Linked DNA regions of Mus musculus: all the other regions are linked to region 2. Evidence: chromatin contacts called from public Hi-C and HiChIP or PLAC-seq data. All regions are on one chromosome and are shown on one strand. Each heading gives the region's core, a stretch centred on a gene start, on an enhancer-like site or on the middle of the called end of the contact. The rest is flanking DNA. Distances are from core to core; before and after follow the strand shown.

The links. A called contact is a pair of places that touch in the nucleus more often than the background predicts. HiChIP or PLAC-seq counts read pairs in DNA pulled down with a chosen protein or histone mark.
Region 1: a Hi-C map of the C2C12 cell line shows a contact between it and region 2, with 3 times the contacts expected there. The contact joins two enhancer-like sites. A contact is called at or near these places in 5 of 39 promoter capture datasets (the 3T3-L1 cell line, 3T3-L1-derived adipocytes, cranial neural crest and 1 more), 4 of 15 datasets of contacts at CTCF or cohesin (CD8 T cells, the NIH/3T3 cell line, large pre-B cells and 1 more), 53 of 484 Hi-C or Micro-C datasets (3T3-L1-derived adipocytes, the AML12 cell line, B cells and 29 more), 7 of 115 datasets of contacts at active chromatin or transcription factors (the NIH/3T3 cell line, bone marrow-derived dendritic cells, embryonic fibroblasts and 4 more) and 2 of 9 other capture datasets (adipose tissue and embryonic stem cells).
Region 3: an H3K27ac HiChIP or PLAC-seq map of the NIH/3T3 cell line shows a contact between it and region 2, with 4 times the contacts expected there. The contact joins two enhancer-like sites. A contact is called at or near these places in 3 of 39 promoter capture datasets (the 3T3-L1 cell line, 3T3-L1-derived adipocytes and liver), 1 of 15 datasets of contacts at CTCF or cohesin (the NIH/3T3 cell line), 12 of 484 Hi-C or Micro-C datasets (the C2C12 cell line, the G1E-ER4 cell line, the MC3T3-E1 cell line and 6 more) and 6 of 115 datasets of contacts at active chromatin or transcription factors (the NIH/3T3 cell line, fibro-adipogenic progenitors, heart atrium and 3 more).
Region 4: a contact with region 2 is called in a Hi-C map of the C2C12 cell line, with 2.9 times the contacts expected there. The contact joins two enhancer-like sites. A contact is called at or near these places in 3 of 39 promoter capture datasets (the 3T3-L1 cell line, 3T3-L1-derived adipocytes and liver), 2 of 484 Hi-C or Micro-C datasets (both in the C2C12 cell line) and 2 of 115 datasets of contacts at active chromatin or transcription factors (the NIH/3T3 cell line and fibro-adipogenic progenitors).

Annotation. Positions count from the first base shown.
Region 1 is chr3:60,600,308-60,606,150 of GRCm38.p6, reverse strand. Mbnl1 (muscleblind like splicing factor 1) reads right to left here. Exons shown (of 10, transcript NM_020007.4): 4 at 2,257-2,457. Among named protein-coding and RNA genes, the nearest start is that of Mbnl1, 100 kb to the right of the region's middle. Within about 2 kb of position 2,875, at least 84 of the 459 cell types and tissues checked have an H3K27ac peak or open chromatin away from gene starts, as enhancers often do. A contact at or near this core is called in the C2C12 cell line, the NIH/3T3 cell line, adipose tissue and 1 more, where this site is marked.
Region 2 is chr3:60,121,424-60,126,539 of GRCm38.p6, reverse strand. No RefSeq gene overlaps it. Among named protein-coding and RNA genes, the nearest start is that of Gm24382, 3.8 kb to the left of the region's middle. Within about 2 kb of position 2,464, at least 62 of the 459 cell types and tissues checked have an H3K27ac peak or open chromatin away from gene starts, as enhancers often do. A contact at or near this core is called in the C2C12 cell line, the NIH/3T3 cell line, adipose tissue and 3 more, where this site is marked.
Region 3 is chr3:60,407,100-60,412,490 of GRCm38.p6, reverse strand. No RefSeq gene overlaps it. Among named protein-coding and RNA genes, the nearest start is that of Mbnl1, 91 kb to the left of the region's middle. Within about 2 kb of position 3,755, at least 225 of the 459 cell types and tissues checked have an H3K27ac peak or open chromatin away from gene starts, as enhancers often do. A contact at or near this core is called in the C2C12 cell line, the NIH/3T3 cell line, embryonic fibroblasts and 1 more, where this site is marked.
Region 4 is chr3:60,385,449-60,390,618 of GRCm38.p6, reverse strand. No RefSeq gene overlaps it. Among named protein-coding and RNA genes, the nearest start is that of Gm33650, 79 kb to the right of the region's middle. Within about 2 kb of position 1,363, at least 30 of the 459 cell types and tissues checked have an H3K27ac peak or open chromatin away from gene starts, as enhancers often do. A contact at or near this core is called in the C2C12 cell line and the NIH/3T3 cell line, where this site is marked.

The DNA.
Region 1 (5,843 bases), core at 1,626-4,125, 480 kb before region 2:
TATATGATGTGCACTATATATGCACATACATTTTAAAAATAAGTATTTCAATACTTATTTAGGCTGCTGTTAGAAGTCAATGCATGATTTACATGCTCTATGACATTACATATAAATCAGGCAAATACTCAAATTTTACAAATAAGCGACATGAAGCTGGTCTGACAAACCAAGCATATGTAGTTAACTACCTTACAAGCAGTGTCTACTGGGTTCCTACTTTGCAACTTCAGACCTTTGTATCCCTTTTGGTACTGCCATTGCTAGGTCTTCTAAGGGATTATAAACAAATCTGAAATCACTTTATTGTGTGACAAATTGTAGAAATGGAGAAAAAGATATAACAAGAAGAACAAAGTCAAGATCCTAGCTGAATTAGACCAATTTTACCTCAGAGGAAAATCAAAATTCAGTTGAAGATGGAATGTGGCTTTAATCTCTAAATAACCATAGTATCAACCTTGAGAAAAGAACTGTAGGCATTCCTTTCATGGATTTCGCCCTCCAGTGCTCCAAGGAGCACCAAGGTTGTATGTGTGCATGCATGCCTGTGTGTGTGTTTATGTGTGAGTGTGTGTGCTTATGTGTGCGTGCATGTGTGTGTGTGTGTGCGTGCGTGCGTGCGTGCGTGCGTGCGTGCGTGCGTGTGTTTAAGTTCTGGAATCACACTGCAGAGCAGAAAGAGGCACATGCATGTTTCCTATTTCAGGCCCCAACTATGACTGTGACAATGACTTAGATCTTGGGAACAGAACCAAGGGCATGCTCACTTCTATCAGGAATGCACATAACACAGGAGAGATTGTCCTAGGAAGTAGCAAAGGCAAATGACAAAACTCACAAGCAGCTCTTCATGGAAAGAAAAACAAAATGACAAAATACAAGTATAAAAAAACTACGCAAACTTTCAAGGGAATGAGCAGTTTTGAGCAAGTAGCTCAGCTTGAAGCATATCCTCTTAATGCTTTGAATATTGTTACCTATTAATAATTACTATGTTGGCATTCTTCTTCTCAGACTATTTGAGTCCCATTAATCAACTAACAGTCATGCATTAAGAATCCTGTGTTTTCTTTAGGAAGATTGGGGAAGAAAACTGTTTCAGATGCTGCCCTATTTCATTTGCGGACAGCATTTGTTAGAGAATTACTATACTTGGGAAATGAGAAGCCAAATGGCAGAGTGTATCTCTACAGCAAGGATAGGCTACCTCCCATCTCTTGCTCTGCTCTGACTCCTCTGCAACACAACGGTAGTGACAGCATCTTTCCCATCAGGTTGTTCTAAAGGTAGGCTATGTGATGGCTGTATCTGGCACATCCTCACAAAATGCTACAATATGATATCCTTTCTAATACGTTCAATAGAGTATAATGAATAAATAAGGCATTTTATTATATTTCTAACAGACTGGAAAGTTATTAGAGTCAAGGCCCTCCAAGTGCACCCTACTTTACTTTCCCTGTAATTAGTACACCCAGGCCATCTCAGCCCCAAGTCCGTCCTAAGCAGACAGACAGGAGAGGCAACTCAGTTTTTACTTACTAGGCCATTTTTCTACAGAAACTGTTTATCAAGGCTGTTAATTCATGCCATGCTAAAATTCTGAATAGTAATGTCATACTAGAACTTTATCTCTAATTTCCTTTTCAGTCACAACAGTAAAGTGTGTGCGTCTGCTTATCCTCCGCCCCAAGACAATGACAATCATGTGACAGCCTACTAAAAACGCTTTTATCAGGGTGCGTTTCATAAAACCACCCGCCTGCCTCAATGGAAGTACTTCAGAGGTTATGACAACATCTGCAGAGAGTTTTGTAATAGTTCGTGCACAGCAGCCAATGTGTTCCTGTTTATGAGATCCTCTGGACTTCAGTCATTTATTTGTTCACTCCAATAATCATTATATTGTGTTGATGACTACAAGAAACATTCAAGAAGCAACTGTTCTGGGCCAAACATTTTTTCTAACTCTTTGAGGTTTGAGCATTAGCATCATGTGCAAGATTTTAAGGATACTAAGACAAAGTGGAGAAACAGACACGCTGATCCCAGTTCCAAGCCCTCCCTGAGGAACCTAGACATAGATGCTGACTGATTTTGTAATTGTTGCATTAACCAAAACAGCATAACCATATTCTAGCAAACTTGCACAAACACTGAACCAAGACATGTTCATTCAGTTTAAAGTCACTCTGGCTACAAACACTTGAAGAACTGTAATGGAAACTATGAAGGTTCAACTCTTTATCCTACCTCCAGTCTGTCTGTCCGCATTAACTTCTGTGCAGCAGCTGCGGCAGCTGCTGGCACTGGAACTCCAGGATTCCCCGTGACCAACATTGGTGCAGTCGGCAAGATCTCTGCTGGAACCAGGCTTGGGGAAACAGGCCCCAGGTAAGGGTTAAAGGCTGCTGATGCACTGGTGGCTAAGCTTGGTGCAACTGAAAACATTGGCTGCAAATTGAAACAAAAAGCAAAACTTAATGGCAAGTCTCCATTCCAAATTGATACTCTACTTACAGAGTTATCATTTATTCTTCATCTATCATTCATTCTTTCTTCCTTAACTTCTATTTAATTCTGTCTTTAATTTAGTCTAAGAAGATTTCAGTATACTGATATTTGCTAAGTCATTGTTTTTCTCCAAATCTAGCAGGCAGAATATGCATTCATATCTCCAGAGGGGGTTCGAAGATTGGCATCTAGAATACTTGTGGTTTAACGTCTTAAATATCTTAGTACAGACACTTGTTTGTGCTCACCCAGTCTCCACCTTTGTGACTCAATCCTAGAAATGTGTCTGAGAAACACACTGTGTAACTGCTGTCAGATATAGTGGAAAGGTCTGTTCTCAAGTGTTAACAGGATATAAGTGCCTATCATCTGAGCAGACACAGATGTCCCAGGGGATCACAGAGCCCCACAGCCAGCACATTGACCAAATCTGTGGGCTGTGAGAGGTGATGATTACACTGTCTTTTGAGCACAGAAGAGATAGCATTTGGCCTGGTCACTTGATGTCGGTTTCTCAGAAGAAAGGTTCAGTGTTCTACAAGCCCATCCCATACTTGTGGGGCACTCAGCAATGGAAATTAACCTTCTCCAGAAAATGTCTGGAATGTGAAGCCTGACAGAACATTTCCCAGGAAATGCCACAGAATTATTAAAAAACATGGGATGGGCTGTCAGCGGGCAGGACACACTGGGGTGATGCTACTGCATTCAATGGAGAGAAGCCAGGGATCTACTATGTGTAAATGGCATTCTTTAATATGAGAGCATAAGGTCCCAAAGGACTATACCATGGTTGAGCATCCATCCTACATGACAGCTCTGCATTGTGTACACATCTGTACTAAGAACAATATGAACGATAGACTATTTAATGTATACATTGATTCACTGGGAAAAATTTATAACATAGCATAGCTCACACTGATACATTCACCCTAACATAGCTAGTCCTCCAAGCATGTGCTTTGAACACCATGTTTAATTACTCTGACAGGTCTGTGGCCCTTGACTAATGAAGTAGCCTAGAATAAGTCTTTCCATTTCAAACCTCAAGCCTATTCCAATGCGAAGCAGCTGCCCTCAGGAAATACAAAAATTCCATGTGTATTATGAAGAAGGATCCATGTGTAAAACTGGGTCCAGTGGCATTTGTCTCTCCACAAAACCCTGAACAGCAGCTAACTTCAGGCTTTCCCTTTGTGTGCTAGAGGCCAGGGCAGCACCATGACAGGGTCAGTCCTGCATGGTGATCATGCATTAAACTTCTGTCCAAGAACATTCTAGGCAAATGTGTGTTCTGTTGCACACAGTCAGATACAGGGTATGGAATCTCAGACCACATAGAAGAATTGTTATAAATTTAGCAGAGTCCTAAAAGATTGAAAGCTAATTAATATCCTTTCTCTTTGCATTCATAGCTGTAAATTAAAATGAGTTCCAAGAAAGCCCACTTGATACTTACTATAGCAAGCTACTGAAATGTTTATGTCACTGTATACTATAGGAATTACTTAAGGCAAATGCCTTCATAAAGACATTCAGGATGAAGAAATTTTTCCCTGACTTGACACAATAATGACAGCACACCAATAAAATCAGCCTCGTTAAATCTCACCAAGTTAAATACAGTGAAAACCTACATATGGATAGAATGTAGCTGTCACCAATTATGAACACTGTGTTAGGGGTGGGTTACAGCTCAGAGTGGATCCTAATGTAGGAAAGCCAGTGACCATGGCCACTCCTGCATTACCGGAGCTGACCTGCAGAGGGCTCGTAAGATCTCAAAGATAGGAATGGCTGCATTGGTATTTGAAGTCTTCGTTTCTCTGAAGTAGGGATTGAATAATGTCTAACTATGTAGCTGGTATATTTGATACTGAGTGCATCCTTGCAGCAGTGACTTATAGATATCTTTGTTCCAATGAAGGTTGGTTTAGCATTACCTTTCCAAGGACATTTTCCAGTTGCTAATTCTGGGGCAGTTTATTTATCACTTGTTTGCTTTAAATGAAGCATTCTGCTTACATTACAGTTATTAGGCTTCATTATAACTGAAAATATTATTCAATTTCACATTACCATCCTAGTTAACTACACAAACATGATTATTACTAGTAATTCCCTATCCCGGGCAGCCCACACTGTGATAAGTGCTTTACTTATGTTATGTTTAATTTTTTTACTATAAGACTTTCCTTTCTTTGGCCTCTTTGGGAGGGGGGATGTCAGGAGAGTAGAAGATATCTCTTAGTTCCCTTCTAGGTTCCCACCATACAAAGCAATGCCTGGTTACAGTAGGCATTCAGTGAATGAGCTGCCACTTTGTTGGGGATTATTATGTTTATTTTCTAAAGAAGATGCTCACGAATGTTACATGTCTACCACTATAAATGAATCAACGGAAGGTCCTGGATTGGGCACATTTGAGTCTGCTTCTAGTCTGGTTGGAAGTCTGTTTCTCACATAATCACCAAATGTGAATTTAAAATTCCCTAGAGGAGTTTTATCATGTTATAGTTCGACCCCTCCTTGTCTGAATTCCCAGGAAAGGTATCTAGGCGGCAGTATTTTTGAAAGCTTCAGGGTGATTCCATTTCCATGTATTTAAGGAAATAGATTTCTTTCCGATTGGACAGAAGGTTTCTAAGTGGTTTCTTAGTGGTTCTCTTTTTATGAGTATTTATGAGTTTCTGTCCACATTGCCTGCCCTCAGCCTACCTGTCTGACTCCTAGGTACGCTTCAGGAAACAGAACTTCTCGACGCTTCCCAGGGAACCACACCACTACACTCTGTCTCATAAAGCTCACCCGCATTGCATGTAGCACTGACCCTGAAGCCATTCTTGTTTCCTCTGCTCCTACTTCCCGGCACATGGCACTGTAACCACCTCTGCAGTTACTGCATAACATATTCACTGCAGATTTGCTAGCTGATTTTTCTTTGCCAGCAAGAGTAGCAAATGCTTTATATATTTTCTAGCACAGATATCTAGATGGTAGATTTAATTATATATCCTTTTTCCACCTCAGAATTTAGCTGTTACTTTATAATGAATATTTCAAAGTTTATTTTTTCTAATTTTTATATTAACATTACATCTTAAGTATTATAACTATTATTCTGAACACTGCAAATATCACAAGGCTGTTTATTTTAAAATGCTGAAAATAGTATGTTTTTATAAAAAAAAGAAGGGTCATATATAATGATCCAAAACTTATCATTTAGAAATTTATGGAACAGAAATTTTATAAGTCAGTTTTTCCTAGGGTGTGTGCATGTGTTCGTATATATGCTTCATAGAATGTGAGTATGTATACAT
Region 2 (5,116 bases), core at 1,215-3,714:
TTGCCTTTCCATCCAGGATTTCCTGCTTTCTAGATTTTGATAGGAACACTTTAATCTTTGAGATGGATTTTTTTTTAAATAAAATCTCTGTTTAGAGACCTGAGTATGAAATGATGAAATGGTGAGTTTGTTTTTTTTTTTAAAAGACTCGTGAATGTACTGACACCTTCACATTTGAGTTAAAGACTGTTGTCTTAGTCTGCCATACCCTTGATTTGTAGGTTAAGGTAGAGCTTGAGAATAGGAGAACACAACAGAGCTTTGGCATAGATTGGAAGTGGAGTTATATATAGGCTGGGTGGGAAGCATCTCTTTTATATTATTTGACAGTTTACTTTGTAAATTAATTTTAATAGCATCTCCTCCCCTAATGGAATGTCCAATGCAATGTGTCTTGCTGTTGTCAGTGGTGATGTTGGTTACCCAGTATGTCCAGACCCTGGGCAAGGAAGAGAGTGAAGAATTACACATTGTTCTTAGTGTGCACATAGGTAAGAAACCATGTTTTTACTATTGCATGTTTAATAAAAGAATGAAAACACATAATCTTGATATTGCTGATGGCATGTAGATGCAAAGACACAGATTTAAGGAGATATTTCCCAGTGCATATAGCATAAAAATACAACTTCGGAGTCAGTGCTGGCCACAGGGCCCCAGGTGACATCTGAGGAATATTTGATATCCTGCTGCTAGGATTTTGTGGCTCATTTCACTCTCCTTTTTGAGTAATAATTTTGTCTTTTTACTTAGTAGGGTAGACTTACTTACTTGGGTAGACTATCTGTATGGGGGAAGGGACAAGTGACGAACAGAAAGAGAATATAAGAGAAGCTAATGGAGTGTAGTGAATAAGACCACTGTGCATGGCACAGATGGATAAAAGCAAATAACAAAATCTATCATTTGTACAAAGGAATATGCACAATTTTAAAAGTCCTTTAGGCTTAATTCATTTTGACTTAGATAGTTGATTTTTGTAAAAATATAATACTTGATTATAGCTAAATTATTTGTATGGCTTCAGAATGTAGGACTCTCCAGTGGCTGCATTTCTTGGGTACAAATTCCACTAGCCAGAGAGAGGTGCCCAGAGCCAGCTCAGCTCCTCAGCTGCAAGTCTTTACTCCACATTTCAGCCCATTCAGAATGTCCTCGTCATAAACAGCAGCACGTGAGGGTAAAGGGAATCCCAATCTTCCCCCTTTCTTGTTTCTCGTCTGTAGCATGTGTAGGCTCAGTACCCCCTTCATGTCAATTCGTCACAGGCTTTAGTATAAACCTGTGAGCATCAGGCAGACATGTTCATAATTTACTAATAGGTTTACTATTTTCAAATATTCTCTCTCATGAAGAGTACCAGGTGAGGAGGCCACTGTTCTAGAAAGATAGAGAAAGTCTGAAGAGTGCATGTCAAACTCACTGTCCACTCCCCGACTAAGTAGCACCTTCCCAACAGCTTCCCACAGGTAAAGTATAGAGAAGGAAAATGAGAAAATGTGCCTCTCTTTCCCTCACCAACATCTATCAGAACAGTGTCATTTCCACTTTTAAATAAACATGCAGGCCTAATAAAAGAAGAGTAGAAACAATACGCGTTTTTTCTTGTGGTAGAAGCTCAGAAAACACAGAACTCGACTTTAAGTTTTGCACATTTGAACCATCAATGAGTGAGTTCTAACCATTGCCTAGAGAAGATATGCACACACAATTCCGAAGGTCTAAAGAATTCCATTCATTAAAATAAAGACAGGCACTGTGCTGTGCGTAGGCAGAGCGATGTTTTATTTTGTGAAACACTAGTAATTTTCCAACATCTGAAGGAAGTTAAAAAACAATCACTACGATCATTTTGGTTTCTCTGAAGCCAACAGTATATGAGTAATGCTTTGGCACTTTATGGGTCATCCAAAATCATCAAACAGACTTTCAAAAGTGCTTGCAGTAGGAACCACACCTCTTTTTTTTTTTTTTTCCTGGGCATGGAAAAACCACGTAAAACTGGCTTTCAGTGAGGCCAGAATTGTAAGTAACAGACACCCAGTTTATTTTTAGAGACTGGGTTACCATTAATATATATTCAGAGACTTTTCAGTCTGAGTGAAACACATAAAGTCCTTCTCAATTATTTATACAGAAAGGTTTCAGTCTCTACTCTATGTGCTACAGAGCACATAAAATATATACAGCCCAATAATAGGAGCATGCTTAATTAACATACTGATAGATTCACTTTCAACACAATTAATTTGCCCTAAGCAGTACTCACTTTATGAGGTTTTAAATTGTCAGAAAGAGGCGTGCTCGGCTCCAGCTTCAACATGAGGCAATGGAAGATATTCTTTTTATGTTTTTCTTTTAAAGCTTGCTTTGAATCATTTCCCTCTGTATTTAAGGCCTCCCCTCCCCTCCCCACCCCACCCCCCGCCACTGGAGAACTAACCACCAGAGGCTTCACCCCAGCTGTCTGTCTCCCTCTACAAAGCCTGCTCTGCTGCCTCGTGATGCCTCCCTTTCGTTGGAAGTTGACACTGTACTAATAAACATTGCTGGCAAGAGGCTATAATTAAGACCTGAGAGCTTGGGATTATTTAGGAGATATAGCTTAGTTCCTTGTTGCCCTGAGTGCTTCCAGAAGGCAGGAGGTACTTTTTGCTTCTAATTAAAGTGGAGAATACACTGACTGACGGCCATTACATGAGATGAAGTAGGTACATATTTGGACAGGTTTTATTCCCAGTGGTTGCTTCATTTACAGCCTAGCTTTTTCGTTTGTTTTTAGCCTGGGAAGACCAGCTTCACGCAACTTTTAAAATTAAGAATAAAGTAGTCATGTTCACCAGTGGGGTCATGCTGTTGTTACTTCTACGAAGGCAAACATAGCTGACTGGATTCATGTTAGTGTTAGGAAGAAAAGGTTAAAACATTAAGGTAAGTGTGTCTTTGTTTTATTTTTTATTCTTAAAACATGATCGGGGTTATACAAGAGTGTAATTCATGCAGACTAAAAAACACAGGCAAGGATGGACTAGGATGGGGAAATGATCCAGCTTAAGATTTTTTGGCTTAATCGTGTACATCTTTTCAGATGTGGGGTGGTGCTTGGTCATGCTTTGTTAAGAATGCATTAAGAAGGTATCAGGCTAATATCCACTTATCAGTGAGTACATATCATGTGAGTTCTTTTGTGATTGGGTTACCTCACTCAGGATGATGCCCTCTAGGTCCATCCATTTGTCTAGGAATTTCACAAATGTACTCACTGATAAGTGGATATTAGCCCAGAAACTCAGAATAACCAACATATAAGATACAATTTGCGAAACACCTGAAATTCAAGAAGAACAAAGACCAAAGTTTGTGTGGACACTTTGCCCCTTCTTAGAATTGGGAACAAAACACCCATGAAAGGAGTAACAGAGACAAAGTTTGGAGCTGAGACGAAAGGATGGACCAACTAGAGACTGCCATATCCGGGGATCCATCCCATAATCAGCCTCCAAATGCTGACACCATTGCATACACTAGCAAGATTTTGCTGAAAGGACCCTGATATAGCTGTCTCTTGTGAGACTATGCCGGGGCTTAGCAAACACATAAGTGGATGCTCACAGTCAGCTATTGGATGGATTATAGGGCCCTCAATGAAGGAGCTAGAGAAAGTAACCAAGGAGCTAAAGGGGTCTGCAACCCTTTAGGTGGAACAACAATATGAACTACCCAGTACTCCCCAGAGCTCATGTCTCTAGCTGCATATGTATCAGAAGATGGCCTAGTCAGCCATCATTGGAAAGAGAGGCCCATTGGTCATGCAAACTTTATATGCCTCAGTACAGGGGAATGCCAGGGCCAAGAAGTGGGAGTGGGTGGGTAGGGGAGGGGGAGATATGGGGGACTTTTGGGATAGCAATGGAAATGTAAATGAAGAAAATACCTAATTTGAGAAAAAAGAAAGTATCAGGCAAATGTTTACCACAAATATCCTAGGAAGTTTTCTGTCTACTGTGTGTATTTACCTCTGATGCTTTTAGGATTAGAATATATGACTATTTTATTCACTGTTGGTCTTGAGGCCCACAAAAGTAACTGGCATATAGTGAAGACTTAAGAAACATTGTTACAGGAGAGAGAGAGAGAGAGAGAGAGAGAGAGAGAGAGAGAGAGAGAGAGGGAGGGAGAGGGAGAGGGAGAGGGAGAGGGAGAGGGAGGGAGAGAGAGAGAGAGAGAGAGAGAGAGAGAGAGAGAGAGAGAGAGAAGGAAGGAACAAAGAAGAGGATCGAATAAAGGAGAAAGGGAGAGATAGGAGATGAGGGATGGTAGAGTGGGGCAGTCTCATTGAAATCACTTAGCAGAAAGAATTTTGTATGTGATTTAAAGCAATCCAGTGTCTTCAAGAAATCAGCAGTGATATGCACAAATGAATTCATAGCATTCCAAGTAAATACATTTTTAAGACAGCACAAATAATATCTCCTTGCTCTATATAGTTACCCTCCTTGTTGTGTTGTTCAGTTCTGTCAGTATTCTTTCACTTACCTCTCATTATTTGGAATCCTGTGCTGTGGGACTGTAATGGCCCAGGGCTATGGAGGAATGGTTGAAGAGAGCTTCAACCCTTGAGAGCTCAGATGAGGATGGCAGGAGTTGGATCCCTCCCCACTCCCAACCTGGTGCTAGGCTGCCAGCTATACTAACATCAACCCTAGTCAGAATTTATTATCCCGACAGTTATCAAACTTCACTCCCTGTTTAACCCTGTAAGATCCCCTCCTCATGCAGCCCCTGAGTATGCAGATGAAACATCTTCCAACACCTCTGCTCTGGCCAATGGTACAAGGCCACACAAACCTTTCCCCAGAGACCATGGCCACCTCTCCAAGTGCATGTTTACTCATCCACTCTCCCCACCATTAATCGGAACTGGTTCTCTGAAGCTGTTCCTGAGTGCTGAATATGTGTTCTTTGCACTCGAACTTGAAGCAGATCACCTATCTAGGGTAAGCCTGGTGCACAATGGGCAGGCTACTCTGAGAGGAGAAGCAATACTAAAGGGCAGTAGATGTTTCTGTGCTTTTCAGCATACTACTTATATATCTATGTGTACCTATTCGTTTTC
Region 3 (5,391 bases), core at 2,506-5,005, 280 kb before region 2:
ACAATGTAAAACTATCTCATAAATTTCAAAACTTTTCTGAAATGGCAGCTGCTTGTATCCTGAGTCAGTGCTCTGTCATCTCACCAACAGTTCTGTGAACACTTGGTGCCAAGTCCTATCTGTTTTGTTCATTGTCTCTTTTAATTTTGTTTGCCTCTCTTACTCATGGCTGTAGATGAACCCTACTTAATGGTTCTCAACTAAACTTTGGAGACAGATATTGAGCACTTGGCTTCTAGCTTTGTTCCTTTTACTAATAAATTCCTTGCAGTGTTGTTGTTTTTAAGTCACATCAAAGAATAAACCAAATACATCGAACACATTATCCAACTTGACTTAACAAGGACCCATTTTCTACTATAATAATTTGTTAATATAGTTGTACATGTATGCACAAACTCAGGTACCACAGTGGTCCTGTGAAACACAAATTTCTCCATAATATTATGATCACCACAGAAAGTCAGAGCAGAGACTTCCTAAGTCAACACCCTCACTGAACACTTCATCACGAGTATTTCATAAGTGGCACAGTTGGTTCCTTCCCTTTATGTAGGACAGAGAGCAGACACAGCCCCAGGGGATAAATGTCCTTATGCCATCTACCTAGTTCAAGGTAGAAGTTGTAAAATGTCCAGTAGGCCATATTTTATTTAAACTGGATCATGTAAATTAACATGCTGCTTCTGTTGAAATTGCAGAAGACTTGTCCATGAAGGATCAATAATTTAGGTGTCATGTAGGAGAAGGGCAGATACTTTAAAAGGTATCTCTTTCTCTTTCTGCAGCTCTGTCAACATCTAACTTGTAATACAATTCTGGGGCTAATGAGACAAAGGAGAAGGATGAGAGTCAGTACAGGAAGATGCCTGGGATCGTCTTCTTTCATTCCAATAAGAAAAGATTTTCAGATGATTAATATTTTTTTTTTTGCTCATGATAGCAAGAGAATATTTCTTGAATACTTATATGTATAGGAGAGGGGGAACTGGGTATAATATCAATTTCCTAGATTGGGAAATAACTCCTACCTAAAATCTCTTATTTCCTCCTCCACTACTCAGTCACTCTTAGGCTCAGAAGACAGCAGAGAGAATCAACAGATAGTCATCATTATAGAAATCCAAAGACATAAATTAAGTTGGGGAAGATAGAGAAATCTAGAGATCTAGAGAAAAATGTAGAGGAAAACACTTTCATGAAAAGTAAGATAGAGTAAGAATGCCTAAAGAGAGAAGATGTTAACAAGTAATGTAAACAAGAGTTTCTACCTTTTTAAGCGTTTGAAGACACCAGGAAGTAAGTATCCCTGCCTAGAGCTCTATAAGACATCAAAGAATGTGCAGGAGAAATCACCAAATCTATAAAGCAGCCATGTACTTCCTTTTATAATTTACTAGGATTCACATTAGGCACCCAATCCAGTATCACAGGGAAATCAGCAGGCTAAGGAATCTCCTTCATGAATTAAAAAAAAACATATTTGATTCTGCTGAGTCTAAAGGAATTACATTTGCCTATAGTGTTGCATATAAATTTAGGCAATGGTGCCTAAACCAGTGGTTCTCAACCTTCCTAATGCCGTGACCCTTTAATACAGTTCCTCATGTCGTGGAACTATAAAGCTGTTTTGTTGCTCCTTCATAAGTGTTGCTACTGTTGGAATGTAAATATCTGATATGCAGGATATCCGATACACAACCCACAACATGGTTACAACCATTGAGAAGCACTGGCTTAAATCTAGTCTGCAAACAAATAAGCAGCTCAGAATTAGAAGACACCAAAGGTGATCACTTCACAACATTGCATTGTGTACCTTTAATTAACATGCAACCCATGAAATATGGAATTTACATAACATTTGCGTTGCTATGGCCATTGGTAGCTCCCCTAGACAGTCTGAAAAGGACCCAATGTATGAGGCAAGATGGACTTGAATGTGGGAGGGCACTGGGGAAAGGTGAACAACATACCGGTTAAGCTACCCAATGAGGGTTCTTTAAAATCAATCTTTCTACATTAAAGATATTTGGAGATTGGAACCTTGACCGTAGACATTGTTCTCAAAGGAAGCAGGTTTCTTCCAAAGAAAGAAATTCTGCATGCATATTTTGACAAGATCTTTTATATTTGAGTTTAAATAATAATAAAAAAATCCTCTTCAGGCAGATTTGGAAAGTAATTTTAGAATGGCTTAATTTTCTTTTTATTAACAAAAACACAGACATAATTTGATTCATATTCCAGTTATGTTCTCTTGGCCACAATGTAGACTGAACATTATAATTTAAAAAGAAATTAAGATGATCCCTCAAAGTTTTCATAGTCATACTTGAAAACCCACACCTATGTAATGATGTCTGCAGTAGCCCACATGCTTCTTTTCATGTGAGCTGAAGTATGCATTACTACACAAACTAAAACTTCCCATAGCCATTACTAATTTTTATAGTTTGGACACAGTGGTATTCTTTTTCAACTTTTCTTACTTGGGTCAAAACTCTAAATAATTTACCTAATTGGAAATATAAGAAACTTAAAACATATGTACAGTCTCACTATATAAACTACTGGGCTTCGAAGGACTAAACTGCTCTCCAGACACTCAGTGAGTCCCATTTACAAAGAGCAATAACTTTGCAGGATAACAGTCATTTATTATTGTCATGATTTAGCCAGTGTCTGAGCATCTCAACTTTTCTTAAAGATTTTGGAGTTTTTAAAAATAAATTATAAATTATATATTGTCTTTGTAGTTCATTAACCAGAAAACAAAATGCATGATTACAAATCTGGTATTTCCATACTTGATAATTAACATAAAAAAATCCCATTTCTTACCAAGAAGTGAAAAAGGACTATCATGTTTCCAATTAAAGCTACATTTTAAAAATGCACTACATCCATGTATACAGCTGTGCATTCTGTAAATCATCTTAGATATCCTCAAGTGCTCTGTGTTGCTTTAGATTGATATTGGTGAACTGATCCTGTCAGCTGCTCTGGAACACAGCTGAGAACATGGGCCCTGCACTGCCCCTGTAACTTGTGATCTCACAACTTCTTTGGTGGGGAGCTGGCAAAAGGGATTGCTGTTACTATTCTATTTTAGCTTTTCAGTAAGTGCCAACAAACAAAATTATATTCCTTCCCTTTTATGGCTTTCTTCAAGGTCCTGGACAGCAGAGAAGGCATTTGTGAGGCAGGCAACATTACAGTTAGTGTTAAGTAGCTTATATTTTAACTGCAGGGAATTTGCAATCAGGTCTATACATATTTTGGTTCTTTCTCACAAAGTTACTTGAAAATAGGAAAGAAAAAAGAAGTGTGCTTTATCCCTATTTCTTTTGTTTTTCTTCTGAAATGAGATGACCTTTTAAGAACACCCAGGGAAAGTCTCCTAGTTTGGCAGAGACAGGAAGGACTGAGTCGGGTGGAGTGAAAACGAAAGTAGAGGCAGTCGACACATCTTATTTATATCAAATAATTTTGAAGCAGAAAAGAGAAGTTATTTTCTTTTTGTCACTGAGAGAGGTACTTTCAGCTTCTTCTAAAGGCAGACATGAACAGAGGCTTGGAAGGCATGCAGCCGCTGCTTGGAAAAATGCAAAGGTTTTTTTTTTTTTTTTTTTTTTTCTAGAGTCCTGGTAGCTTGCCACTAAAAACAGTTGCTGCTCCAAGACGTCTGTGGCTCATGCCAGACATTCTATCAACAAAGCAGAGCACTATGGCCTCAGACATGTGTGTGGACTTTTCATGAAGACAACAAAGTGATCTTTAAGATAAGCACGGAGAGCAGAGTCGTGCCACTTAGAACTGGATCAGGAGGGGTCAGCTGGGACCTCTCTGTTCCTGCTCTGATCATACATCCAAAGATCCACTGAAGGGGAGGGACAAGGGCAATCAGCCAATGCTGTGTTCATTTACAGGATTATCACGTTACCTTTCTGGTTACCTTTCTTCAGACGTTACATAAGTAATGTTCTTTAACACAGAAATAGACAGTTTCAGGGATGACAAGAGCTTCTGTTTGCTGGTTAGGTGAGTGAAGTTCACAAAAAGCAAATATGACTGCAATCATGAGCTGCCTGTGAGTAGAGACTTGAGAGAGAGATTTGTTTCATGAAGCAATAAAATATAGTTAAATATGTTTACTTTCAATGGTAAGGAAAGCTTCTGTCAATGTGTATTCCACTTTAGATCAGAAGCAATATTTTCCTCCTGAAAAAAAATACCTCCTTTATCATAGAAATATAAAGACATGAAAGTTTCTTTTATTCCTAAATTGGCTTAAAATATTTCTAGAAAATGGTTTCTGGGTTGAAGGGATGGTTCATTGGTTAAGAACACTTGTTGCTCTTGCCTAGGACCTGGGATTGGTTGCTAACATCCACGTGCCAGTTCACAAATGGCTCTGTAACTCCAGTGTCAGGTGATCTGATGTCCTCTTCTGATGTCCATAGTAGGCACTGTATTCACATGGTGCACACACTGAAAGCAAAAAACTCATACCTGTAAAAATATCTAAGAAGAGAGAGGAAGAGAGAAAGTGAGTGCTATTTCTATAAAGATAAAATGGCATGTCATTGTCATTGAATATTTCTATAGTAGCAATCAACAGCATGTAACTGAATCCAGTCTCTGTGTCAGAGCAGATCACAGTTTGGCCACTTTAAGTGATTCCCCCACTGAAAGCCCTCAGCTATACACTGGCTGTGCCTTTCCCCAGTTTCTAGGTTGAGAAGTATCTGTTTTGCAATCAGGTCTTCTCTCATTAGTCCTGTTTTTCTAGTAATGGCAACTGAAATAGATGCATGTGGTTCTTTCCCTAGGGGGATTATAAACACGTAAAAGAAGGAGGCATAGGTGTATGATGAAATATTGTGTAACCGTTGACTGCTATGTTGCTATTTTCTAATGGCAAAGGAAAAATTACATCATATGACTTGAAGTGAAACAAACATTTAGAAAACATTTTTAAGCATACAAGTCACACACACACACACACACACACACACACACACACACACACACACATATATATATATATATATATTACATGACTTATAGGATTTGGAGATTTATTTTCTTATTTTTCTTTTCCAAATAAGTGGCTACACTTTTTTTATAATCAGCAATCTGTGTAAGTAATTATGAATATTAAAACTAATTTCACAGAAAAACGTAACAATTGGATTTGTGAACCGTGATGAAGCTGTGTGTTTTCAGACCATGTAGCTTACCGAAAACTTGTTTTCTAAGGGGAAGCCGAGAAACAAAGGAAAGAGATTAGCAAGTAACACTCTTCACGTGTCTTTGCTTTCTCCAGAGAAATCTAAGGAAATAACAAGATACAGTTTGAATTTTAGATGTTTACCATGATAATGC
Region 4 (5,170 bases), core at 114-2,613, 270 kb before region 2:
CCTTTACTCTTTGCTCACACCTCCAAATCTGTCCTCAGTTTATTTGCCTAGTTACCTTCTGTGAAGCCCATTGGTCTTGCAGCCCAAAATGTTTTCAGGCTGCCCTTCCATGGTCTGCTTTCCCTTTCTGCATACATTTGGGGAGGTCTCTCCTGTTGCTCTGAGTCTGTTCTGTCTCTTTTGCTCTCCTAGTCTGTAGGAACCTGGCAGTCCCACCTCTTTCTTTCCACCCAACCATTGGCTGCAGGCATCTTTATTGATTGATCAAGAATCAATTGGGGCCAAGGACCTCCAGGGTCCTTACTTGCAGATTCTGGATTACTTCAAAGCATCAGAACCACTTCTCTATATTCCTCCCCCTCCCTCTCCCCTTCTCCCCCTCCCCCTCCTCCCTCTCCCCCTCCCCTCCCTCTGTTCAAATGGACCACATAAATATAGAGGCTAGAGGACAACACAGGGTGTCTTCAGTGATTGCTCCTGGGTCTCACTGATTCAGCAATACTGGCTGGCTAGACAAATCTCAGAGACCCTCCTGTTTGTGTCTACCCTGGACTATGGTTGCAGGTACAAGCTATGAGGTCCTATTTCTACATAGGTGCTAGAGATCCAGATGCAAACTCTTCATGCTTCACTCACTGAAATATCCCATCAGCATCCACTCCCCCCCCCAGCTCCCCAGTACCTCTCCCCTCCTAGACCCCAGGCATTTCTTCTAAAAGAACAATATTTTCTGGTGTGACAAAGAGACACTGGTGTTCCAAAAGTGTCTTAAAGGAGTAAGCTGATTTTAAGGACTAAACATGAAATCATGAATGATCATACACATATAGGAATACAAATACAGTAACTCATTATAGATGTAAGCTTCAGACCATGTATTTGAAAGCACACACAATTAGAAGGAGAATGCAGCCACCCACCAGACTTTATTCTGAAAGATGTACAGAGGTCTTCACATTCACTGTAAAGAGAAGTCATCCTGGCAGCCTTTCTCTCAATGTATGCCTAACTCTGACCATATATGCTACTATGATTAAAATAGTTAACATTCAGTCTTAAAGAAGTGTCATGCGCATATATGGGCCTTAAAGGCTTTTCCTTCAAGTGAGTCTAAGTTTTAGGTTTCTCAAAAGGAGGAATCAATAAAAATGTATGCTGAATTCTCAGCTCATCGTTTTTCTTTTCCCATTTAAATGTTACCCACTCTATGTATCTGCAGCCTCTTTTGTATGGAATTTGATAAGATTTCTTGAACCAAGAACCAGGGCTGTTAAAAATTCTTTGTACCCTTTTCATACAAATATCCAGCTTCTTACATAAACATTTTTTTATCATCTTGGAATGATTCATAAAGCCTCTAATCCCGTGGTGTAATAGGACACTGCTCACTTACGCATTCCAGGGATGAGTAATTTTGCAAGCCAGGGAAAGAGACAAATATATTAAAATGATTCTGTAATACAAATTTCAAGGAGAGAAAGAATAAAAATGGAAGTGAATGTAGAAATTGAAGACTTTTCTCCTTATGAAGAAAGGTGTATTAGATCTGCCTGTCAGAGGACTTAGTACATGAGTCTGCATGAGCAACCAGTCAGTCACTCTGCTAGAATCCTTCTTCATGTGCATGTACCTACAAATATTCAATTTTATCACTGCTAACTACAATATGAAAATTGCATAATAATCAGCTTGCATTGGGCCAGAGAATCAGTGAGACATCTCATTATCCTTTCATCCAGGGTCATGTCTTTTCAGAGGCAGAGTAACCGGTTAGCTTCTCTTAAAATTTGGACCCTTTGACTTAGCAGCTGTTTTGAGTCCCTGCTGTTTAAGAGGCAGACGGTGGCCAGGTGTAAGCTGGGTTATCACATCACATGAGACAGATATTTTTTTAGAAACAGAACCACATTGTTAAATAATGTCCTTTGTCTTGGATGAAAAAAGTTAAAGATAGGCAGAGGTTGGCACAGGCAGATTGCTTGAATAATTACATAAGGTTTCTTGGATGAGCAGACAGATTGAAACTTAAAAGACAGTCTAGATAAACAGAGATGGATAAAGATAATGAGATTTAGACATGATCTCACCAAGAGAAGCAATATCATAGATGGCTAAGGACTGGCAAGCTTCACAGCAGTTTTCAGAAATCTTAGATGCTAGATTTCATTATATGATGCTCAAATTTGTAGGGCAGAATCAAGTATTACCATTTTCATAAATCTCAAAACTTGCAAAGCTGAAGTCAAGAATGGATATTTACATAGGATTTGTTAATAAAGCCAATGGGGATGTTAGACAAGATACTTGGGCTGAGGCATTTTCTTCAAAACCTTTCCATTTCAAAACCTCTCAAAATATGACACCTGAAGCTCAGTGGGCTGTTTGTAGAGTTTTTATTCATATTGGTTTGTTTGGGCATTTCTGGTTTTACTGGTCTTTGGAAGTATATTATGGTTTCAGATTATGGTTTCTCTCTCTCTCTCTCTCTCTCTCTCTCTCTCTCTCTCTCTCTCTCTCTCTCTCTCTCTGTCTGTCTCTCTCATTTTTCTTTTGCTTTAATATTTATTTATTTACACTCCAAACCGTTCTTCTGGTACACCTCTCAGAGAGACCCTCCCTACATACCCCCCTTCTCCTCTGAGAGAGTTTCCCCTCAGGTTATCTCCCCACCCACTCTTTGAGAGTAGGCAGATCTTCTCCAGCTGAGGCCAGACAAGGCAGCCCTATTCAGGAAGAGATATCACAGATAGGCCAAAGCTTTAGGGAGAACCTCCACTCCAGTTGTTGGGGGGCTCACATGCACACTGAGCTGATCACTGCCAGCTATGTATGTGCTGGGGGTCTTCGTTCCAACTTGTGTGTGTTCTTTGGTTGGTTCTTTGGTAGCTCAGTCTCTGAGAGCTCTGAGCAGTTCAGACTAGTTGGATCTGTTGGTTTTCCTGTAGGTTCCCATCCCCTTCAGGACCTTCAATCCTAGCCCCAACTCTTTCATAAGAGACCCTGAGCTCCATCCAATGTTTGACTGTGGGTATTTGAATCTGTTTCATTCAGCTGTTGGATAGAGCCTCTCAAAGTACAGTTATGCTAGGCTCCTGCCTACAAGCATAACAGGGTATCATTAATAATATCAGGGAGTGGTGCTTGCCCATGGGCTGGATTTCAAGTTGGGGCAGTTATTGGTTGGCCATTCTGTTAGTCTCTGCTCCAACTTTGTCCCTGCATTTCTTTTAGACAGGACAAATTTTTGCTGAAAAGTTTTGTGGGTGGGTTGGTGTCATTTTCACTCCACTGGGGGTCCGTTCTTTATTCTTTTGTTTGTTTGCCTGATTGTGTTTGAAAGAAAGAAGGAAAGAAAAAGCCAGAAAGAAAGAAAGAAAGAAAGAAAGAAAGAAAGAAGGAAGAGAGGGAGGGAGGGAGGGAGGGAGGGAGGAAGAAAGGAAGGAAGGAAGGAAGGAAGGAAGGAAGGAAGGAAGGAAGGAAGGAAAAGAGTTGTGGAATTGGATGGGTATGAAGGAGGTAGGAAGAATATGGGAGGTGTTTTGGAAGGGAAACCATATGAAAAATTTCTTGATAATACGTGTGTGTGTGTGTGTGTGTGTGTGTGTGTGTGTGTGTGTGTGTTACAACAATGACAATGAAAGAAGGCTGTGAATTTAAGTAGAAGCAAGGGTGGTACATTAGGGGATTGAAAAAACATAATAATAGGATTCTGAATCTCGGATTCTGAATCTCAGATTCTTCTAAGACCCCAGGGTAAAGTGTTTAAAATTTGGTCAGTAAATGAACTTTTATCATTTGATTTTATGGTGATAATGAGTATATACCTAACTAATCACAGCTTCTTCTTTCATTACACTGAAAATTTAAAAATAACGTTACTAAACTATGCAAATTGTAATTAATTATCTGGTTCCATATGCTTTTCTGATGCCCATGTAGTTTTCATTCTTCTTTTCCTTAACACGTTTCAAGTCATTATGGTTGAAATACTTAACATCTTTGTTGTTGCTTTTGATTGTCATATAAGTCTATGATGTGACTACACAACATGCTGTCACATGACTTAGTAAAAAGAGATATTTGAGTTAGTGAATTCATCTACATTCTTCAACCTCTCCTGAAGTCTGTTCACCACCAACTCTTGCCCTGCATTTGAACCAACACTTGTCAATTCTATGGGAACATGTCATGGATTTCAAACATAAGTAGTATTTGTATCCCTGCCAATTCTCTTTTGACCAATTCTAATTGTTTATTCAATGTAGATTCAAAGATTATTGCTGCAAGTAAGGTAAACATAGTCTCACTCTTTTTGTTTGTTTGTTTGGTTTTTCGAGACAGGGTTTCTTTGTGTAGCCCTGTCTGTCCTGGAACTCACTCTGTAGACCCGAAATCCACCTGCCTCTGCCTCTGCCTCCCAAGTGCTGGGATTAAATAGTCTCAAGCCTGGCTTGAGTCTCACTCTTGTACCTCATTTTTTGACCTTTGTTTCATATTTTTTAACTTTTATTGAAAGTAGGTTTTACTCATACACTATATCTTCATTGTTGTTTCCCCTTCCTCTAGTCTTCCTAGTTCTTCCCCACAACCCTGTCCTCTGGATGCACTCAACTTCTTTCTCTTATTAGAAAAATCATTCTAAGAGATAAGAATCAAATATGACAAAACACAACATAAGAGTAAACAAAAACTATCATATCAAAGTTGGACAGGCAACCCAACAGGAGGAAGTTGCAAGAGTCCCCAAAGCAGACACAAGAGTTTGAGACCCATTCATTCTGTTTTCACAGTCCGAGTGCCATAAAAATACTAAGTTATAATATATGAATAGTGCACCTGGTACAAACCCATGTAGGCTCCGTCTTTGATGCTTCAGTTTGTGACTTGCTTAGTTGATTCAGAGGGTTTTGTTCTCCTGGTATTCTCTATCCACTCTGACTCTTAAAATCTTTCCACCTTCTCTAATGCAGAATTCTCTGAGCTCTGAGTGGATGGATTTGATGGAGACCTCCAATTTAGACTCTTTTTCTGAATAACATCTGGCTATGGTTCTGTGTATCTGTTCCTTTATGCTTCAGGAGAAAGCCTCTCTGATGATGACCAAATAAGGTGCTGATCTATGAGTATAGCAGAATATCTTCAGGAAAGCTTTTATTGTTGTGTTTTGGCC